3 separate regions of the Mus musculus genome follow, and regions 1 and 2 are each linked to region 3. The links are chromatin contacts, called in public HiCAR-type and HiChIP or PLAC-seq maps. All regions are on one chromosome and are shown on one strand. The core of a region is the stretch at or near the end of the contact, and the rest is flanking DNA. Distances in the headings are between cores, read along the strand shown. Region 1 overlaps Itgav (integrin alpha V). Region 2 overlaps Itgav (integrin alpha V). Region 3 holds the start of Ssrp1 (structure specific recognition protein 1).

The links. HiCAR-type assays count read pairs that join an accessible place to other places. HiChIP or PLAC-seq counts read pairs in DNA pulled down with a chosen protein or histone mark.
Region 1: an H3K27ac HiChIP or PLAC-seq map of microglia shows a contact between it and region 3, with 4 times the contacts expected there. The contact joins the enhancer-like site here to the promoter of Ssrp1 in region 3. A contact is called at or near these places in 2 of 39 promoter capture datasets (the C10 cell line and pre-B cells), 4 of 115 datasets of contacts at active chromatin or transcription factors (astrocytes, embryonic stem cells, microglia and 1 more) and 2 of 9 other capture datasets (adipose tissue and liver).
Region 2: a contact with region 3 is called in a HiCAR-type map of astrocytes, with 3 times the contacts expected there. The contact joins the enhancer-like site here to the promoter of Ssrp1 in region 3. A contact is called at or near these places in 2 of 39 promoter capture datasets (liver and pre-B cells) and 2 of 115 datasets of contacts at active chromatin or transcription factors (astrocytes and pancreatic cancer cells).

What each region holds. Positions count from the first base shown.
Region 1 is chr2:83,740,945-83,743,723 of GRCm38.p6, reverse strand. The region is part of intron 2 of Itgav (integrin alpha V); the gene reads right to left. Among named protein-coding and RNA genes, the nearest start is that of Itgav, 18 kb to the right of the region's middle. Within about 2 kb of position 1,288, at least 77 of the 459 cell types and tissues checked have an H3K27ac peak or open chromatin away from gene starts, as enhancers often do. A contact at or near this core is called in adipose tissue, microglia and pancreatic cancer cells, where this site is marked.
Region 2 is chr2:83,757,867-83,760,651 of GRCm38.p6, reverse strand. The region is part of intron 4 of Itgav (integrin alpha V); the gene reads right to left. Among named protein-coding and RNA genes, the nearest start is that of Itgav, 35 kb to the right of the region's middle. Within about 2 kb of position 1,356, at least 124 of the 459 cell types and tissues checked have an H3K27ac peak or open chromatin away from gene starts, as enhancers often do. A contact at or near this core is called in astrocytes and pancreatic cancer cells, where this site is marked.
Region 3 is chr2:85,035,714-85,038,413 of GRCm38.p6, reverse strand. It overlaps Ssrp1 (structure specific recognition protein 1), which reads right to left and starts at 1,294. Exons shown (of 17, transcript NM_182990.4): 1 at 1,086-1,294; 2 at 445-620; 3 at 1-61. The coding sequence starts at 498. It overlaps P2rx3 (purinergic receptor P2X, ligand-gated ion channel, 3), which reads left to right and starts at 2,580. Exons shown (of 12, transcript NM_145526.2): 1 at 2,580-2,700.

The DNA.
Region 1 (2,779 bases), core at 39-2,538, 1.3 Mb after region 3:
CTGCCATAATGCTTCTCAGGGACTTGTCTCTGTGGATATCAAGATTAATGTAAGCTAGAAAAGTCACAGAAAATACATGCAAATTCTATATTTTTGGTCTTATGCTTATCAACCAGTTTAAAATCCATAGTTCTTTTCCATATGAAAACATATTTACCACTTATTAAGAACAAATGAATACTGGTCAGAGGTTTTTCATTTTGTTTTGTTTTTAAAGCATCAGATATCAGACATATGTTTTGGATGTAAGCAGAAATTTTAAAAACTAATTTAAGGCAGACATTGTGATGCAAGTCTGTAACCCCAGCACTCAGGACACCGAGGCTGGTAAATCAAGAGTCTGAGGGCTGCCTGTTCAAGCAAGTAGAACCCCTGTCTTCAAAACATAAATAAATAAATTACATTACATTAAATATTAAAAGGCCTGGCTTCCTTAGGGCAGTGGTGCTCAACTTGCCTGACCTGTGACCCTTAATATAGTTGGTCCCCAACCTTGCTAATACTGTGACTCTTTAATACAGTTCTTCATGTTGTAGTGACCCCCCAACCATAAACCTGTTTCACTGCTACTTCGTAATCATAATTTTGCTACTGCTCTGAATTGTAGTATAAGTACTTTTAAAGATAAGAGTTGCCAAAGAGGTCTCAACTGAAAACTACTACCTTAGAGGAAGTAGGGCAGCAGGAAGGGCACTCATTCCAAAACAACATAGAGCTTCTCTGAAGTGGAGGAGTGTTCAGAATCAACAGCCATGCCTTAAAGCACCATGCATCAATGTTTTCAGTTCCAAAGCTGGAGAGGTGACACACTTTAAAGCACTGGCTGCATTTCCAGAGGATCCAGTTTGATTCCTAGCACCCACATGGCACCCACATGGCGGGTCATGACCATCTGTGGTTTCAGTTCTAGGGGATCCAATGGTTGAAGTTCCTACACGTGATGCACTGACATACATGCAGGCGAAACACCCAAACACACAAATCTTCACCAAATGTCCAATTACATTACTAAATACAGCTGATATATGCACTGGCCTATAGTAACACCCAAAGTTAAGTCAATAATCATAAAAATGCACACATATACACGCCATCTACTACATCTAACTGCCTCCAGCTTCAACAGCCACGACTCCAGATCTCCATCCTTTCAAGAAGCTTGCTGCAAAGGAAGTTTGTCTTCACTAAGAGCCCAAGTCTTAAAATACTAGAGTCCACATCAGACAGTGGCCCCGCTGAAAGGAAGTGTGAATAGAGTGGGCGGGAGAAAGCAAGGAAAGGCCGCTCTCCAAACAAACCCACAGGCAGCTCATTCAGGACCTGGCGGGGACTGGCAGCCACTCTGGAACACATGAGGGAAGTAAATATTTTGAGTCACAGCCCCGAAGTCGCTGCTGTCCCGCTGTCACTATGCTGAACCACCCAGACTGCTGGACTGTGTTGCCACTCTTAAAAAGGAAATAAAATACAGATCGGGGATTCCAGGGCTGGAAGAAACATTGTTTTTTGGGGGGTTTTTTTTTGTTTGTTTGTTTTGGTTTGTTTTTTGTTTTTTGTTTTTTTTTTACCTCAAATGTGTTGGACAACTGGCTCATATTACCCAAATAAACTTGGGGGGGGGGGTGCACAGTGGCCTGCTTTGAATCCCAGCAGAGACAAGCAGATCTTCCGTGAGTTCAAGGCTAATACACAAATCAAGTTCTAAGACAGCCAGGACTACACAGAGAAACTCTATTTTAAAACTAATAAAAATAAATATAAAATCATGAAGCAAATCACTAGAGACTTGAAAATTAAACCCTCTTTTTTTTTTTTTTTTTTTTTTTTTTACAATCTTCCAAAATATGTTCTTTGTGCCCCACCAAACTCCCAGGAGGGCATGTTTCCTTCAGGGCAGAAGCCGTAACAGGAGCACCCAGTCAGTGTGAGTATCGAATGCTCTCCAGAGTGTTTCACAAGCCACTGCCCAGACATGAGGGTTCAGCTTGCTGGAGAACTAAACTATCATTAACATTATGCTGAATTTTAAGATGAAGATACCCTGGTACCCTAAAACAGATAGTTTTTTCTCTTCTCTTTATGACTAAAGAACATCTTTTGGACTAGATTATACCACTCTTTTTAAATGAGAAATGCTGAAATATCCAAAAGAAATACGAGAGAAGCTTCTACTTAGAAGTCAAACGTGTTTTCGGCCATTGGGTTCCTATTCATTACTATGGGTTCTGTAAATAACTAGATGATTTGGGTCCTTAGAGAATTTGTTGGTTTTTGTTTGCTAAAACAAGCTGTCAAAACAATGTCATCCCGCCGGGCGGTGGTGGTGCACACCTTTAATCCCAGCACTCGGGAGGCAGCGGCAGGTGGATTTCTGAGTTCGAGGCCAGCCAGGTCTACAGGGTGAGTTCCAGGACAGCCAGGATTAAACAGAGAAACTCTGTCTTGAAAAACCAAAAAAAAAAAACCAAAAAACAAAAAACAAAAAACAAAAAAAACCAAAAAAAAACCTTCCTCGAGCAGTTTTCTACTCCAAATAAAACTTCAACTTGGATATTAGTAAAAAATAAATTTGGGTGAGAAAGAAAAAAAAAAAACCTCTCAATAGAAGTTATTATTTATGTGAAACTTTCAAGGTCAGAGGAAGAAAGCCCTTTGATCATTCATTAAAATCCTCTGTCTAGATGGTAGGGATGCAGCCGGGAATGAGGCCCAAGGCCTCTGCTGCTCTTGGTGAAGGACACCTTTGGGAGCAATGTGGCTGTCAGCTGTCATTCTGCTG
Region 2 (2,785 bases), core at 107-2,606, 1.3 Mb after region 3:
GGTTTGGTTTTTTTTTTTTTTTTTTTTTTTAATTCTTCCTTTATTAGATGCCATCTTTTAGTTACCAAAAAAATTTGTTTTCCTTGCATTTCAGATACATCATAAGTTACTCCCAGTCAGGCCACTCAAGTATAGAAACCAAAAATAGTTCATTTTAATCATAATGTCAAACTTCTAAGAATTGGGGGGGGGGGGGCAAACAATCCCTTCCAATCTTGGAACCCAATTTTAAAATCTGGGAACTGCCCCAAGATTACACAATAAAATAATTTTTTTTGTTGTTTTAAGAAAATGGCCACAAAAGTGTAACACTACTGTAATGTAAATTTTTCTAACCAAGAGGGAATAGGAAAAATGTGGACTGGGGTTTCCAGTGTCTAGTGAGTCACACCAAGGAATTGTACTTCAACCTTAACTCCACCATGCATTTCCTCCATTCAAGCTGCATCTGGGCAATGGCCTTAAGCCGTTTATGAAGACATGCTTTTTTTATTTGTACTATGCAACTTTCTGCTTTATTTGGTTTCCTGAGATATCCAGTTGGAAATACAACTTCTTTAAAATATCCTTGACAGGCACGTACTAAAGCGGGTGCTTCTGACAATTTAAAAACTCTCTGAATACAACAGCTTAGTTCAGTGAAGGGCTCAGTGTTTATCTCCACTGATAGCCAAAACTACTTCCGCTTGTCAAGCCTGGAAATATTATGACAAGGAGTGATTGGGGACAGAGAGGCCACAGGCGTGCATTAAGCACTTACCGGAAGCTATTCACTTAGCTCAGAACAATCCTTGGAGAGCTGTGATTACTAGTCACGGGTTCAGAAGCCCAGTCTAGAGGCATTAAGTGACTTGTCAACAGCCAACCAGCTGGCACTATGAATACTACTGAGCTGTGCTATTTTGATCAGCAACCTGATGGCCATTATCTGAAAAGTGGAAGAAAAAACTAGAAACCTTAACTATCCAAATATGGCTATCAAAATTAGAGGTCGGGAGCAACGGATTCAGGGGAGCATAGCGTTCAAAGAGTCTCCACACCGTGTCAGGTTTTCAACAGACAGACATCTGGTTAGTGCTTAAGGCCAAGTGTGATTATGGATATTGCTGTTAAAGCCACAAGCAAACACGAACAATAAGGAAGTAATTGGGAGGCTAAGAGTGAGGCTCTTTATCCAGGCTGTATACGCAGGTCACGCTAGAAACAAAAGTCAATGCATCAGCAGCCAGCCGAACAACAACAACAAAGCCAGCCCCAGCACACACGGACATAAACCGCCACAGCCAAGCAGGCAAAGGCTCAGAGGTCAGCAGGCAGCCTCACAAAACTGGAACCATCCTGCTCTGCGCTGTACAGGTTACTGAAGCATGAATGAACACGAACTATCAAACGGTGCTGGCAGGAGGGGAGAGAGGGGACACTTACATATGAGAGAAGAATTTTAAAAAGAAACAGAAGAAAAGAAAAACATACGCCAAGCAGTACCTCGGAAAGGCTTGGGCAGATTCGGTGTTTTTCCAATAAGGGAGTGAGGGCTCAGCGTGGTTAAGGGGATTGATTGCCCAGAGCTCCGGTTCAGAGCCAGGGGAATCCGAGGCTATCACCCAGGTTTTCCAGCTCTACTCCTCCTCAGTGTCCACTCTGGGTAAGTTTCAGCCTTCTTAATTGGAGCCTGCTGGTATGTCCTATGTCAAAGGTCTGACCAAAGAGCATGTACTATAGCCTGGTTTGCTAAGAGAGGCATTTCCTCTGTCTACGTGTTCTATGATGCTTTTCTTTGAGATGTTTGACTTGGACCAGAGTTCCACAAACCTTTCCTGAAAAGATCCAGACATTTAAGTACTTCAGGAAACAGGGGTCATATACTAACTATGTCAACTCCAGAATGACTCAACTTTCCAGACAGTGAATAAGCAAATGGGTGTGGCTAAATTCCCATAAAAAAGGTATTTGTAGGGCTGGAGAGATGGCTCAGCAGTTAAAAGCACTGACTGTTCTTTCAAAGGTCCTGAGTTCAAATCCCAGCAACCACATGGTGGCTCACAACCATCCATATTGAGATCTGATGCCCTCTTTTGGTGTGTCTGAAGATAGCTACAGTGCATTGACATATAATAATAAATAAATCTTTGGGCCGGGGCAAGCAGGGCCAGAGTGAGCAGAGGTCCTGAGTTCAAACCCCAGAAACCACATAATGGCTCACAACCATCTGTACAGCTACCGTGTACTAATATACATAAAATAAATAATCTTTTTTTAAAGGTGTTTGCAAAGGCAGGTTCACAAGTCACAAATCACTGTAGTTAGAATGTATCTTAGGAAATAATGACTTCATTACTTCATAATTTTTATGTCTAAAACAAATAATGGAAGCATTAAGAACTAGCTACACAGCCAGGTGGTGGTGGCACACGCCTTTAATCCCAGCACTCTGGAGGCAGAGGCAGGCGGATCTCTGAGTTCGAGGCCAGCCTGGTCTACAGAGTGAGTTCCAGGACAGCCAGGGCTAAAAGAGAAACCCTGTCTCGAAAAACCAAAAAAAAAAAAAAAAAAAAAAAAAAAAAAGTAAAAGAACTAGCTGCACATAGATGCATCGCTAAGTGCTCTTTTCAGACATGTTTGTTTGTTTGTTTGTTTGTTTGTTTGTTAGGTTTTTTCCAGGCAGGGTTTCTCTGTATAGCCCTGGCTGTCCTGGAACTCACTTTGTAGACCAGGCTGGCCTTGAACTCAGAAATCTGCCTGCCTCTGCCTCCTAAGTGCTGGGATTAAAGGCGTGCGCCGGAAA
Region 3 (2,700 bases), core at 45-2,544:
TGCCCGTCTTGCTGTTCTTAAAGATGATACCCTGACGGCTCAATCGAAGCCTCCCATCATTCTGCCCAAAATACAGACCCAAAATCAGAACAGGGTAGTGTGTAGTGGATCCTTTCTACCCCTTACCCATGGGATGCAGGATGGCCAGAGTATCAATTGAAAAGCGGTCGTGGTGAAATCAAGTTAAAAGACACAACAGACATTAAGTCTAGACTGCAAGCTTGGCTCTGGCATCAGAAACCCTGTAAGGGCCCCAGTTTCCTGGTTTTCTAATACAACTCAACAAACTCAACATCTTGCAACTCTTTGAGACTTTGCTCACGTTTTCGCTTGGGGGACACACTGATACACTGTTTCCAAAAAAGTAGTCAGAGTTAAGCTTTTCGTTCATAGATTCGAACTCTTTCCCCCTCTCTGCCTTTCTTTTGCCCAAGCCATTCTCACCATGGACCCTTTCACCTCCTGGAAGATGTCGTTGAACTCCAATGTCTCTGCCATGTTCACCTGCCCGTGGTGGCCTGAGCACACAGCCCTAGGCTGCACCAGAGAAAACGAACCCTTCTCTGGATGCTGTGCCCCAATTCCTGGTTAGTTGTGTAGATGTCCAGCAGGGTGGGAATCTGAATTCGGGAAGGAGACTGATAAGCAAGAAACAACGCCACCTTACTCCGCTCAGCCATGTACCTGGTATGTCTCAAGTTCTTTGCTGCCTGGGGATCTTACTGACCCGTTCTGCAGGGCTCCTGAGGCCAAGGCCCAGGACCCTAGGTGCAGAACCAGGCCTATAGTGGCGCTTACACCCCAACCCGACACCCTCTCGGTACGTTCCACGGACAGGCACGGCAACAATCGGCGGAACCTGAGACCCGCTCAGAGAGCGCACCTCAACTCCGCTCAGAGGGTAGTGTCCTGATCGCAGAGACCCCACCACCCCGGGGCCCCGCGTGAATCTACGTTTCTCCCCCTTCTTTTAAAATGGATTCGCCCATTGCCCGCGAATTTGAACGCGGATCGATCCATTCCGATCGTCCCGCGGGGGAGCGGGGCCCATGCACACCAGGGGCCCAGGGATCGCGACCACCCACCTCTAAGAGCTGCAGCCTCGCGACGGCACAGTGAGGGCGGTGGGCGCAGGGGGACGCAGGGGAGGGGGTAGGGATGCGGGGGAAGGGATGCCGGGGAAGCTTTTCCCGCGTGCGCAGCCCCGCGTCCCGCCACCGGAAGTCGCGCACGGACCATAGAGAGGAAGACTTGGCTAGAACGGCATCATCCGGGCCGACCAACGGGTACATTCGCCTAGAGCGTCGGCACTCCCCCTGGTCGGCTAAAGCGAGAGGCTTGCTATGGAATCCCACGCGGCTGAATTCTTGACTAGAAAACGGGAACACTCTTTAGAAAGTTACAAGCTGCTCTTCAAAGACTAGATTCCGAAGGGAAATTATGCGGTTTTATTAGGTGTTCAGGTTTGTATGTTTGTTGGAATCATGCACGCCCCTCCCTCCTGTGAAATAATCTGGGAAGGAGTCTGTTGAACAAGAAAAATACAGAGGTGTAGCCCCACTAGCTGCAAAGGAGATGCGGGTGTCGGCGATTGTGCTTGCTTTCCAGCTGTACCCTGGCAAGTAGATCAGATCCTTTCTGCAGTGAGTTCACCTACCCCCAACACTATCCTGTCCATATCCCTAATTTGTGGGTTCTCAGGAAGAGCCTAGCAGATGGCTGCATTAAATTCAAGTGGTGGTGTCGGATTTACCTTTGAGCTAGAACTTACTTGAAATCACATCAGCCTACGTTGGCAGAAGCCCGGATGGCCTCACATAGCACCGGAGTGCATCTTGCAAAATCTGAAGCCAGGTCTGACAGAGATGCTTGAGTTTATCTCATTTTACAGATGAGAAAAATGAGACCACAAAAGATTTGCGACTGGGTGTCAGTCCATTACCATCAAAACTGGAACCTAGAACACAGACTCTTTAACATCAGCCTTTTATAATCATGAGGGTTCAGGGTTTAGAGTGATTGCTAGCATATGTCCTACACAAAGACAGGATAAGCCCACAGTTTCCCTGAAATATCACTGCACTGACTTGCTAACTCAGTCCTGGGATATGATATAGATAAAAATGTGTTTTGTCATTCGGTGCTTGTGGCTTTAACCACTATCATTGCTAGCACTATTTAGCTAAGTCAAACTGGGCTTAAGACATAATGAAAACCTATTAATGCAGCACGTTTCTAGGATCTGACAAAACTGTTGAAGATCGTTAAAATAGCCCAGCCTCTTAGGAGCACATACCCTAACAAAAGATTTTAATAACTTCGGGGTTTAAAAAGAGAGGGAGTTCAGTAATTTCTGTGCAACTTGAAGAGTTGCAACCAACTAGAGTTAGAAATAAGCGACTTTCCGCTTTGTAGTATTACAAATCTGTAATCACAACACTCAAAGACTGGGGCAGGAGGATTGTGAATTTGAAACATGGCAACATAACAAGTTAGACAACATAATGAGATGCTGGAGGGCAGAGAGGAGGAGATGGTAAGAAATGCGTGTCTTCCTCCCAGGAGACACAGAACTGTCAAGAACCCTTTCTCCCTATTTGTGCTATTAGATAGAAATCGACAGACACTCAAGAGTGGAGTTCTTGGCTCAGGCAGATGAGCTAACTCAAGAGTGGGCAGTTACAAGGGGCTTTGGAGAAT